2 separate regions of the Sus scrofa genome follow, and region 1 is linked to region 2. A link is a contact called in public Hi-C data. All regions are on one chromosome and are shown on one strand. The core of a region is the stretch at or near the end of the contact, and the rest is flanking DNA. Distances in the headings are between cores, read along the strand shown.

Region 1 (6,631 bases), core at 2,056-4,555, 270 kb before region 2:
TTGTGGGGGCTAGAAGCTTTAGTTCCTGTGGGAACTTAAAGAATCAATTCTCAGGAGTTCCCGTCGTGGCACAGTGGTTAACGAATCCGACTAGGAACCATGAGGTTTCGGGTTCGGTCCCTGCCCTTGCTCAGTGGGTTAACGATCCGGCATTGCTGTGAGCTGTGGTGTAGGTTGCAGACGTGGCTTGGATCCCTCGTTGCTGTGGCTCTGGCGTAGCCGGCGGCTACAGCTCCAATTCGACCCCTAGCCTGGGAACCTCCATATGCCGTGGGAGCGGCCCTAGAAATGGCAAAAAGACAAAAAAAAAAAAAAAAAAAAAAAAAAAGAAAAAAGAAAAAGAATCAATTCTCAGTAAATACAAAGGGAACTTTGGCTTGTGCTAAATCCAATCTCATTTTAGAAAGAGAACAGGTTAAGGGCCAAAGGCCTATAAGCAGGCAGAGGAATCAATAGACTGCATACCTCCCGGGTCTCAATGCTTATTTCCCAAGAGCATTGGTTTTCAAAGAGGGCTCCCATGTCAGGAGTCCTAGAACTACCTGGGAATTTGTTAGAAATGCCCACTTCAGGGTTAGGGATCTGGTGTTGCTGTGAGCTGCGGTGCACGGCTGCAGATCCCATGTTGCTGTGGCTCTGGCGCAGGCTGGCAGCTGTAGCTCTGATGAAACCCCCAAGCTGGGAACCTCCATATGCCAAAGGTGCGGCCCTAAAAAAAAAAAAAAATGCAGACTTCAGTCTTACAGAATCTGAAACTGTGAACATGGGTCTCATCAATCCTTTTTTTTTTTTTTTTTTAAGGGCCGCACCTGCAGCATATGGAAGTTCCCAGGGTCAAAGTGGAGCTGCAGCTGCCAGCCTAGGCCTCAGCCACAGCAGTGCCAGGTCTGAGCCACATCTTCAACCCACACAGCAGCTCACAGTAACACTAGATCCTTAACCTGCTGAGCGAGGCCAGAGATCAAAACTCACGGATACCAGTTGGGTCCTTAACTTGCTGAGCCACAGCTGGAACTCTTCAGCAATCTGTTTTAACAAGCCCTCAGAGTCATTGTGCTTGCATGCTCAGGTTTGAGAATGACTGCAAAGTAATTGCTATACATTATGCAGCACATGGCTGGAAGAATAGGGGAGATTTAAGTTACCCCCTATCCCCAGAAGCTCTTTCCCCTCTTTGTTCCCAGGACAAGGACTGGAGGGGCTCAGTGTAACAACCTCCTGAGGTCTACAGTACACTTATTTTATTTTTATTTATTTATTTATTTTTGCTTTTTAGGGCCGCACCCCTGGCATATGGAGGTTCCTAGACTAGGGGTCGAATCAGAGCTCCAGCTGTCAGTCTACACCACAGCCACGGCAATACCAGATCCAAGCCGAGTCTTCGACCTACACCAGAGCTCATGGCGATGCCAGATCCTTAACCCACTGAGCTTGATCAGGGATTGAACCCACAATCTCATGATTACTAGTCAGATTCATTTCCACTGTGCCACAATGGGAACTCCCACACTCAGATATTTTAGACAGGGATATGAGCCTATGGAACTGGTCTAAAACTGGGGGGAGGGAGTGGTGCTGGGTGTGCTCTCAGGTGGCCAGAGACCCTCTGGCCATGAGTGTGTGGAGGAGGCAATGGAGGGGAATGGCTAGGCTCTGGGGCATCATACTAGGCACCCTCAGCCCCTAGCCCCTTAACACAGAGTAGCCAGGAATCCAGAGAATGCTCTTCCCCACACCGTCCCTCCAAATCTGAGAGCCAGGGCTGGAGGCACTAAGCACCCCGCAGTGGTTTCCCCAAAGGCGGGAGGCAGGATCCAGGAGGCCAGCGGAAGGAGGGCAAAGGAGCTGAGCAAACGGATGCAAAGGTGTATGGGAGGCACCCGTGTGCCCTGCTGACGATTTTTTGCTTTATGCTAAAGGGATAATAATATCTGAGGCGAAGAAATAGAAATTGATTTGCACTTAAGCAGTATCTCTGGCAGCTGCATCACGGATGGCCTAGCGGAAGCCAGAGACTTGTGGGCTGGCCGTTATCACACCAAGTCCGACTGGGAAATGATGGCTGTGTGTGGGGTGGGAACAGATTTAAGAGAATATGGGCTGGGATATGCCGGCCAAGCGAGGGAGGAGATGGCACCCACTGGGACTTCGTGAGTTGTAAGTACAGTGCCAACATCGTGGCTTCGGAAGTCCTGGAACCGAAGACTCTAAGACCCTGAGCATAGGTCAGTGATCATGCTCCTCTTTCCCTTCTGGGCTTTGGAGTCTGGCAGTTGAGAATTCAAAACTCCTGCGGGAATGTAACTTCCACTTGGGCGGGATTCAATCTTTTTTGGTTCACAGCTATATGCGGAGAGACTAAAACATAGTAGGCGCTCAATAAATATTTGTTGAACGAATGAATCAAGGAATGCATGGCTACACTCCAAGCCTCCCTTCCTCCGCTGTGTGTTCCCACCTGGAACGGGAGATGCATAAGAAATCACCTAGCTCCAAACTTGACGCACAGTAGGCGCTCAACAAGTTGTATTTTTCCTTCCTCTCCACAGTGGACCGGGTCCCTTAAACGATTGCAAAAGAGGGGTTTCTGTCCCCTGTGTCTTCTGCACCTCCCTTCGCTCCCGCGGGCCCTACAGGGGTCTCGGGGAGCACGTGAGCCGGGGAGGCCGTGCAAGGAGCGGGAGCGGGCGCGGGCGGGCGGCTAAGCGCGGAGCCAGTCTCCCGGCTTACGTAAGGCGCGAGTCCCGCGCGCCCGGCCGGGGCTCCGAGTGGGGGCGGGCGGAGGCGGCGCCGCCCAGCGGGATCCGGGCTGGAAGCCTAGCGGAGTGCCGCGTCCCGGCCGAGGTGTGTGTTTATTTGGCCACTCGGGGTGGAGAGGCGCCGGTCTCCGGCTCCTCGCGGCGGGAAGCGCATCCGTCTCCCCTCGGCGGAGGTGGGCGCTGGGCTGGCCCGCTGCTTCTCCCGGGATGCAACGGCGGCCGAGGAGGGGCCGAGGCGCGGACCAAACGCTGCCCACGTGCGGGGACCCGGGTTGGGGCTGGGCCCCTAGGTTGCCCCGGGCGTGGGGCGACGGGGGTCCTGCTTGGGGTCACTGCCTCTCCCGGCTCCTGCACTCGGTAGAGACTGGCGTTGGGGATGCCCGGCCGGCCGGCCCCCTCCCCGGACGGGGCGTGGGGCGCGAGATCTAGTAAGGGATAGAGATGGGAGGGGCCGGGCTGACCCCCGAGTTTTTCAGGGCTGCCCCCGCTAGGGGCAGGCGCTTGGGAGTTCTTCGGAGTCGCAGCCTAGGGGCGAGGAGGGCGGGGAGGGCGGGGAGCTGTAGCGTGGCGCTTACTCCGCCTTCGAGCCGCCCCGACGCGCGGCTGAGGGGAGGGGTTGTCTCAAAAGTCTCTCCTTCCCCTGCAGGGGCGGCGGCGAGTCCCCGCGGGAGCCCAGGGTGTCAGAAGCAGGGGCAGAAGCAACAAAGTTCCCGGGTTGTGTCCGAGGCCGCGGTCTGGGTTGCTCGTTCGGCCTCCCCTTCCTCACCAAGGCAATGGCTTCCAAACTCCTGCGCGCGGTCATCCTTGGGCCGCCCGGCTCGGGCAAGGGCACCGTGTGCCAGAGGATCGCCCAGAACTTTGGCCTCCAGCATCTCTCCAGCGGCCACTTCCTGCGGGAGAACATCAAGGCCAACACGGGTAAGGGGGTGCGGGGGTGAGGGGCGGGGTGAGCCGACGCGGGATCGGGTGAGGCCGGGAGGCGAAGGGCTAGCGAGCGGCTGGGTCTCTTCGGTCCCCGGGCGCCCTTCCCCCGCCCGAGTGTGGTCGTGCAAGCTCCTACGTGCCGGGGCGCATGCAGCCGGGTGCCCGCGGCTGTGCGGCTTAACCGCGCCCGGGGAGGAGGCCGAGGCTGCCTGGCAGAGGGTGGAAGTGCACGGGGCCACTCTCTCCGCCTGAGCTCCTCTTGCCGTGGGGAAAAGCCGGTGACTACCCTGCTGAGTGAGCGAGATCCAGACAGCTGAAAACCCCGAGCTTCCTTCTCGCCCTGCTTCCTTAAGGCCAAGCCATCCCCGCCCCTTGGCCGTCTCCCGCCCCCTCCTCCGCGTCTCTGGGGACCTGCAGCGCCCCCTTCTCTCGGCAAAGCCCCCATGGGCCGAGCGCCGCCCACCTGTGGGAGTCGGGCACGGCCGCGCGCTGGGGAACCTGTGGCGCTGCGGGGCTCGCAGCCACGCGCCGCTTCGGGCCTCGGGGCAGAGCCCTAGGTGGCTTTGAAAGGCCTGTCTGTTCGCTGCAGCCTTCTAAGGTAAACTCTCACCACTAACTCCCCCTCCTCCCCAAGCCCGGGCTTGGCCCTTGGGAGACTGGATCATGTTAAATCCAGCTTCCCTGGATGTGTCTTGTTGAGAATGACTCCCACGGCTTGCGTGGTGCACTTGGAGCTCCAAGACCGCCCGCTCTTATCTTTCAGCGCGGCCCTTCTCACATCTCTTCCCACCCCTCGCTCACACCAGTTCCTGATGAATTGGCATTAAAAGGCGCGAGGTAGCTGTGGGGCCCTGCAAGGTACATAGCCCTTCTGGGATGTAGATACTCACAATTAGCAACTCCTTTGTGAAAACTTGATTTTGAAGACTGGGCGCTTCCCTGTCCTCGAAGTTCTAGGTGGTTATGGCCCATTACCGGCGAATTATCCAGCGACCTTCATCGCAGAAGCACAGATTAGTTGGAAGAGGTGGGTGGAGGACGGCGCTAGAAAACGGAAAGTCGAAAAGCCAGTGATTAAGAAGTAGCCCAAACGCAGAGTTTTATTGATTATCTCAAGCAGGTTGTAAAAGCAATCTTTTGATTTTCAAGACCCCTCCCTCCCCCATGTCTCTGAAGGTGGAACTCTGTGTTCCAGATTGCCCCTGGAATTTTCTCTCGTGGGTATTGTTACTACAATTGGGTCTATTTTAATTTTAATACCGCATTCACATGCATTTTATTCTGTGTTTGGAATGCAGTTGAGGTGGGGGGTGGGGAGAGCCGTGTGCGAGGGTGGGCTGGTGCTCCACCCTTGGGTTTTGTGGTCTGGTGGGGCTTCCAGGGAGGGAGATGGAGGCATGGGGAGGGGGCTGGAAACTGCTGGCATAAGATTGAACCCATTTTCCCACATTCTCCACCTGACTAAGGAACTTCCTTCTTTCTGGCATAGCATCCATCCCAGGACTGGATTAGCGGCGCTTTCCATTTTTAAAGAGAATGTGTTGGCGAATAGTTTATTTCTGCGCTTTTCTTAGAGGTTTTGAAAACTTTCCGCTTGGTGTTTTCCCTTATTTTTTTGTTTTTGTTTTTAACGTTCCTTTGTTCCAAATTTTAGTTTCCATTCTCTTTCAAATGCCTTCATTTCCCCCTCAGTGTTTCTTCCCGGAGTAAGAAGTGCATATGATGTTTAATTTTTTTCTTGTTCTGTTAGGAATCAGGTAGTTTTTGCATGAATCAACAAACTTTATCAAGGAGAGAAGTAGAGGAGAAATAATCGACAATGGTTTGTTTTGAAAGTGGCCTGTTTTTAGTGGACTCGGAGGGTGTTCTCAGATTATTTTTCTCTTACAGACGGTCTAAGAGTCTCAGGGGCTCACTGCCTGGTCAATAAGAAAACATTCCAGGAGTTCCCGTCGTGGCGCAGTGGTTAACAATCCGACTAGGAACCATGAGGTTGCGGGTTTGATCCCTGGCCTCGCTCAGTGGGTTAAGGATCCAGCATTGCCGCGAGCTGTGCTGTAGGTCGCAGACGCGGCTCCGATCCCCCGAGTTGCTGTGGCTCTGGCAGAGGCCGGCAGCTACAGCTCCGATTCGACCCCTAGCCTGGGAAACTCCATATGCCGCGGGAGCGGCACAAGAAATGGCAAAAAGACAAAAGACAAAAGACAAAAAAAAAAAAAAAGAAGAAGACATTCTACAGTTATTTGTTACCTGCTGTTTGCTTTTCACTAATTTTCTAGTAGAGAAGTACACCCACCCCTCTGTATGTACCCTTTTATAGTTGAAGGTTTGAAGGAGATGATGAAGTGCAGCAAAACCCCAGGAAATAAAACCTTGGTAGGAATTGGCAAGGGGCTCAGGCCATCTGCTCCAGCTTGGATTGGGCCACATTCCTGTCCACATGGCTTTCCTACAGCCACTGCCCAGGAAGAAGCTGCTCCTCTAGGGGAAGGACTACTCATTGCTTTTGGGAAGTTTCCCCTCACCTGCCCTGGCAGCGTTTGTCTCTCTCCTCTGCACATTCTGTCGCTGTTGTCATCATAAGAGTTGGGATGCAGTACAGCAAATGTCTTCTGATTCCCCCAGTAGATACTTGCTGAGTACCTGCTATATGTCAGTGTTCTAGGTGCAGAGGGCTGTAGCAGTATTTCCACCTTTACCACGTGCCACTTCCCACTAAGAGACTTAAAGGACAGAGATCTGACAAAGTGCCAGATGCATAAAAGGAGCCCAGCAAGTCTATGATGAAGGTGGGGATCACAGATTCTGTCTACATTTTCCCCAGAAGGAGTCAAACAGCTTTTAACAAGTCCATTGACAATCAAGTCCATAAATTAGCTCTAATTTATGGTAAAAGTTTGCATTTACTATGGATCAAGGTTCACCCTCATGATAGATGTCACCCATTG
Region 2 (6,469 bases), core at 191-2,690:
AGGCTTTACTTTCTGTTTTTGGTGACTCATTCTCGGGGAAACATAAAATGGGTAAGTGGAAGAACAATTTTTCAGTGAACATCATCTGGCGAGAGGAAAACAGATTTTCTCAGGAGATGGCTAAAACCTCTGGCAAGATGGTTTTCTCTCTAAAGAGCTTCATAAACTGAAAAGGAAAGTTGGAGACAAATACTGTCTCTGCATTTTTCTGATTCTCGTCATTACCCTGGAGCAAACACCTTATCTTTTTGCATCTCACCATCTTTCAGTTTCTTCTAAGCCTGAGGCATTCAGACCAAGCTGTGCCTCTGAAGTAAGGTCATTTTTCTTCAAAATCATTTCTCCTTCTTGAGACTAGCCTCAGGCTGACGTGGAAGGTCCCAAGAAACCCTTACATAGTTTTCCTAGACACGGCTGGGTGCTTGGGGATGAAAAGGGAAACAGGAGATTTGACCCCATAGGAAATTCTCACCAATCAGGGGAAAGAGGCTTCCTCCTGAGGGCAGCTTTGTGTTTCAGTAAGGTAGCTAGAAATCCAGGCTTCCAGTTTGGGGCCGTGGAGAGTTTTCCCTGAATGCTTTAACTCAACATAGGGAAAGAGAAGTTGACAATAATGTGCTCAATGTACAGTTTTGAGAAAGGAAGCAGAGTAGTGAGCCTGAAAGGTGGTGGTGGTGAAAATTTGTACTTATGTAGCAAGGGGAGCCGGATTCTCCACGAACCCCTCGATCTTTCAATCCTGTGTAAAATTAAGAAAAAGTAATCGAAGAGGAGCAGCACCGTAAAATGGAGGGGTTCTCAGCTAGAAAGAGGGGTAAGTGGCCCATAATCCAACCTCCTGCAAAGAGTTGTGTGAAGCAGGCAAGTCCTATCCTTTCTGAGCCTCCTTCTGAAAAGGATGAACCAGGGCGGGAATTATGCAGAAGCTCAGGACCTAGAGGGAGAGCTCGGGGATCAAGGTCGGGGTAACCCTAAGAGAGCAGGACGGGGCTCTGGGTGGCACGGCTGGAGGAGATAGGTACCAGCAGGGGCGGATTCTGTGCGGCTAGGTTGGAGAGCTGGACTGTCAGGGGCGGGGCTCTGAGTGACTGGGCGGGAGGAGAGCCGGACCTGCAGGGGTGGGGCTCTGATTGGACGGAGCGAGGTCCAGCGGGGGCGGGGCTTTGCGAGGCGGAGGGGTGGAGACCATTAAGGGCGGGGCTCTGAATAGTGCGGCCGGAGGAGATAGGGACCAGCAGGGGCAGGCCCTGAGTGGCGGGCGGGAGGAGATCGGGACCAGCAGTGAAGGGCCTCTGAGTGGCTGGGGGTGGAGCCCATCAAGGGCGGGGCTCTGAGTGGTTGGGCCGAGGGAGGATCAGCAGGGGTGGAGCTATGCGTGGCGGGGCGGGCTTGGGACCCAAGGTACGGCCCTGGGCCGGGTCTGGGCGGGGGCCACGGCCGCGGCAGGAAACCGGAAGCAGCCGCGGCCCCAACTCGGGAGACATGGCTGGCGTTAAAGGTACACCGGAGGTCCCCGGCTCGCTGGTCCTTTGGTGGGGTTGTGCCTCGGCTCCGGGCTAAGCCTGGAGCTGCGCCTTCAGCGCGTGGGCGGGGAACGGCTTCCCCCAGACCCGTCACCCTGCTCGCCTCTCTGGGTGGGAAGGAGCTCTCCTGCTCCCTTGGCCCCTTGGGGTGCGGGTGGAGGCGTGTTTCGGGCAACCTCACCCTTTTTTCTGCAAGACTGCTAGTCTGAGTGCTTTCTCCCGCGTCTCCGGGACGCTCCACGCGGAGCCCTCGCTGGGAGATCCTGGCTAGCCGTGGAGGCATCACCTCCCTGCTCCGTCCCAGTTCCTTGGAGCGTCGTCCCACCCGCTCCTATGCCGAGTTTTAAACTAGGTTTTCACTTCCTGACATGTCCATCCTAACGCCTCTCTTCCCTTTTCCTGCAACTTCGCTGAGTTTCCCATTTCTTCCAGAGGAGCCATTGTCTCCAGTGTTCCCGGAATTGGGACACTGAAATATGTTGTTCCTAATGATTTTTCCAGTTGGGCAGAGTTGGCTTCAAGCGGGTGTCAGCAGAAAGCACCCTGAAATGCTGTTTCTCGTAACTGTGGAGAATGGGTGCACGTTGATCGCCCCTTTTATCAGTGTTTATTCATTTATGGACAGACAAGAAGATAGTGTTTGCGCTGTACTTGCTTTTGGATGGGGCATTTGATTTTAAAAAAGAGGGTACCAAAAACACCAGTTCCCTCATCTACGTGCCTTCAGAGGGACTGGGGATGTGACTGGGAGAGGTCGGAAGTCATCCTTTTGGTTTGGTAAGACGCCTTTTGATTTCTGATCTTTTGAATAGAGTAGCATAACTTGTTTCTACGTTGGCGTTCTAGCCTTGAAATTTATACCCAAAGATCTTCCCTCTCCAGTTAATCGGCATGTGCCTAAACATTCGTCCGGGTGTATTTGTACCCAGGCATGAGTTTATGATGAAATTTATCTGTGTGTGTAAACTGTTAGCAGCAGACGCATTTTCTGGCTGACTTTTACATGTGGCATTAATTAGTAAACATAATTTACTTGGACACTGTCCTCTGTGTAATATAACCATTTGAAGCTAGTGCAGGGAGTTTCCATTGTGGCTCAGCGGAGATGAATTCAACTAGTATCCATGAGGATGTGGGCTCCATCCCTGGCCTGGCTCAGTGGGTTAAGGATCCCTCATTGCTGTGGCTGCGGCGTAGGCTGGCAGCTGTAGCTCTGATTCAGCCCCTAGCTTGGGAACTTCCATATGCCACTAGTATGGCATGTGCCCTGAAAAGCCCCCCCCCAAAAAAAAAAGAAAAAAAAAAAAGAGTAAGCCAGTGCAGAAAACAGATGACAAGTGACAAGTATCAGGACTACACTGTGTTTAGTCATGCGTGGAAACTATCAAATAATACTACTTATTATGAATGTGTTAGAAATTGTGATGTGGTACAAAGGAAGATAGGCTATGAAATGAAAAAGGACTGCGAAAAGGAAGCATTTGCAGGTAATTCAGTTCATCTTTTAAAGAAGGACTACTGTATGCCTTTATGCCTGAGGCTTGGGATAAAGAGTTAAATGAGAAATTATTGTTGGGTGACAGAGCTGGAAGTAATTGTGCTCCTGTTTAAATGGCTAAGGTGTGCTAGGGTACAATGAGAACACAAATAGCTGTGGATCGATGCTCCTACATAAATGTGTTCAAGTTCTAATTGCCTTGGATCTGTGAACTTGACCTTATTTGGAAATAGGGTCTTTACAAATGTAATTAATTTAGGATGACATTGGGTTAGATGGGCTCTAACTCAATGACTAGTATCCTTATAAGAAAAGGGAAAATTAAACATGGAGACATATGGGGAGAACACCATATGAAGACAGAGGCAGAAACTGGAATGATGCATCTACAAGCCAGGGAGGACCAAAGAAGGCAGACAGCTACCAGAAGTTAGGATAAGGCAAGGAAGGAGACTTCCCTTAGAGTCTTCAGAGGGGGCATGGCCCTGCTAACGCCTTGGTTTCAGATATCAAGCCTCTATTACTGTAAGAGAATAAATTTCTGTTCTTCAAAGCCACCCAGTTTGTGGTTCATTATTAATAGCAGCCCTAGGAAACTAATACAGATGGGATTCCTGAACCCTGCTCCGGGGAGGAAGAGGACCACTTTCACAAAAGAGGCCATCCTTGGTCTGAATCTCAAAGGACCAATGAGGCTTCAACTGGTAAAGGATGGAGGGAAGGCAGAGTTTATTCTAAGTGGAGAACCCATGTGACATGGGGCCGAGGTGCACCTCGAGTGCTAGAATAGCTCGTGGGCTGTGAAAGCAACTGTGGCGGGTTGACACCAGCTTGATGTACTTGAGAGATCACTGCCGTGTGGAGGGTGGATTGGAAGAGTCATGAGATGAAGGCAGGCACGAGGTGATAGAGGTCTACTCGGGGGCAGCAGCTGGGCGTCTAAGAGAAGAAGAGGTGGTTGTCTCAGTGCTTTAGGGCTGCTATGACAAAAATACCATAAGCCGGGTGCCTTAACCAACACCCATGTATTTCTTAGTTCTAGAAGCTGGGATCTCCAAGATCATGGGACCAGCAGCTTTGTGGTCTGGTGAAGGCTGGCTTCCTACTATCTAGACAGGAACTAGCTGTGTCCTCACATGGCAGAAGGGGCAAGGAAACTCTATAGAGTCTCTTATAAGGGTTCTAATCCCACTCTTGACCTCATCACCTCCTGATACCATCTCACTGGGCCTTGGGATTTAATATATGAATTTGTGGGGTTGGGGAGGGGACGCAATCACTCAGTGTTTAGCAGTGGGTTTGAGTGAGGCTCGGAGGTTGAGTGCCCTTGACTTACTGATTTTCTAGGAAATAGAGTATAGGGTTGATGTTGGTCTTTCAAGATAGAACCTTCAAGGAAAAGGCATGTGTGGGGAGAAGAAGGTGGGAAGGTTTCAGTGTTGCACATGTTGAAGTTGAGGTCCTGGTTGGCTACCCAGACAGAGAAGTCCAGATTGGAGTTGGAGGGAGAGCCCTAGTTCTTAGGACCTACTCTGGGCTGCAGCATCAGTGTCGCTGGGCGCTCGTGGTACTGGGGAGCTTTGGTTTTAATGCGGTGTTCCAGAAAGAGTGTGGAGTGACAGAAGAGATGAAGTTGGATTCCTGGCTAGCTACAAGTTTAAGGGACGGCAAAGGATGCAAGTCCTGGAAAAGAAAAAGGGGGTAGATAGCTCAACTGGAGATTCGATCGTGGACCTGGAGAGATTGGGGACCTTAAACAGAGGGAAGAGGTCCAGGGTTGCTAGCTTTGAATGGTCTCCCAGAAGAGGTACCAGCACAGGTTGTCAGGCACAGGGAGGTGACAAAGCCAATGAGGACGAGATCATCTGTAGTGACATATTATGGGAAAAGTTACTTTTGTACATTTTTCCCCTGAAAATGTCATGTACTAAATGGAAAACAGATATAAAATATAACAATCTTGCTTTTCCCCTGATGTCTGTATATTTCCAGATGTTTTTAAAATCACCCTGGTGTTGTCCTATAAAAGTCTCCCCAGGGAGTTCTCTTGTGGCACAGGAAGTCAAAGATCCAGTGTTGTTATTGCAGCGACTTGGGTCACTGCTGTGGCATGGGTTTGATCCCTGGCCCGGGAATTTCCACATGCCATAAGTACCACCAAAAAAAAAAAGGAAGTCTCCCCAAATGGCCTCTTAAAGTGAAAGGAAGCAATCAAAATTCATCAATTTTGAATATTAAGGATTTTTTTTTTCAGAAGGATATTTGGATAATAGATTGTATTGTGCTTTTGATTGCTACCTTTAGCAAAGAGCGTTGTGAAAGTGAGCAGAGGAGTTCCTGTCATGACTTAGTGATAACGAACCTGACTAGTATCCGTGAGGACGCAGGTTCAATCCCTGGCCTCGCTCAGTTGCCGTGAGATGTGGTGTAGGTCACAGACGCACCTTGGATCCCACAGTATTGCTGGGGCTGTGGTATAGGCCGCCAGCTGCAGCTTCGATTGGCCCCCTAGCCTGGGAACTTCCGTATGCTGCAGATGTGGCCCTAACAGTAAAAAAAAAAAAAAAAAAAAAAAAGCAGATACCTACATCAATCAGCTTTGCTTTCTGAGCATTTCCTTTTGTCAAGCACTTTACATAGATTATCTCATTTAATTCCTATAACCCCCTAATACAGTGACACCATCATTCTCATTTTACAGGTGGAAAATTAGATTGAAAGCGCTTCGGCCTCTACCTAAGGTCACACAGCCGGTCAGTGGCAGAGTTAAGATGTGAACCCATGTTGGTGACTCAGAGCCCAAGATTATGTAACAATTCTGATATGCCATCTCCCACTCAGCCCCATGACAAAACAAACACGTCCCTACCTCCTCAAAGTGTCCGGTAGATGCAGGGAATAAATATCCAGTGGATCCCAGTTGGGAAGCATTTTCTGTGAAGACATGAAAGCAGTCTTCAAATTCTTGCAGCACTGTGTTTGGGGAGGCAGTTTGGTTTACAATGGAAGGAAAGCGTTTTCAGCATTTCAGAACTGTCTGGGAGTTCCTGTTGTGGCTCAGCAGATTAAGAACCCGACTTAGCGTCCACGAGGATACGGGTTTGATCCCTGGCCTCGCTCAGTGGGTTAAGGATCCGTTGTGGCCACAAGTTGTGGCATAGGTCGAAGATGCAGCTCCATTTAAACCCCAGCCCAAGAACTTTCATATGCTGCAGGTCTGGCCCTAAAAAAGAAAAAAAAAAATTTTTAATTAAAAATAAATTAAAAAAATAAAAACTATCCAAATAAAATGATTTGCCTCAGGTAATAGTAACTTTCCCTTCCTTGGAATTGTATCCATTGGCTAGCTGGCCTCTTGGGACAAATATTGAGGGGGTTCATCCATTAGGGGTTGAGTAGGGGAGATGCTTGAGCTTTTCCTCCACCTGATGGTTTAAAAGTGATGGAC

Evidence for each region. Hi-C and Micro-C count contacts between places; a contact is called where the count stands out from the background.
Region 1: a Hi-C map of skeletal muscle shows a contact between it and region 2, with 3 times the contacts expected there. The contact joins the promoter of AK4 here to the promoter of LEPROT in region 2. A contact is called at or near these places in 4 of 47 Hi-C or Micro-C datasets (heart right ventricle, liver and skeletal muscle).

The regions. Positions count from the first base shown.
Region 1 is chr6:147,253,927-147,260,557 of Sscrofa11.1, reverse strand. It overlaps AK4 (adenylate kinase 4), which reads left to right and starts at 3,305. Exons shown (of 5, transcript NM_001044597.1): 1 at 3,305-3,677. The coding sequence starts at 3,533.
Region 2 is chr6:146,982,232-146,988,700 of Sscrofa11.1, reverse strand. LEPROT (leptin receptor overlapping transcript) reads left to right here and starts at 1,440. Exons shown (of 4, transcript NM_001145388.1): 1 at 1,440-1,498. The coding sequence starts at 1,483.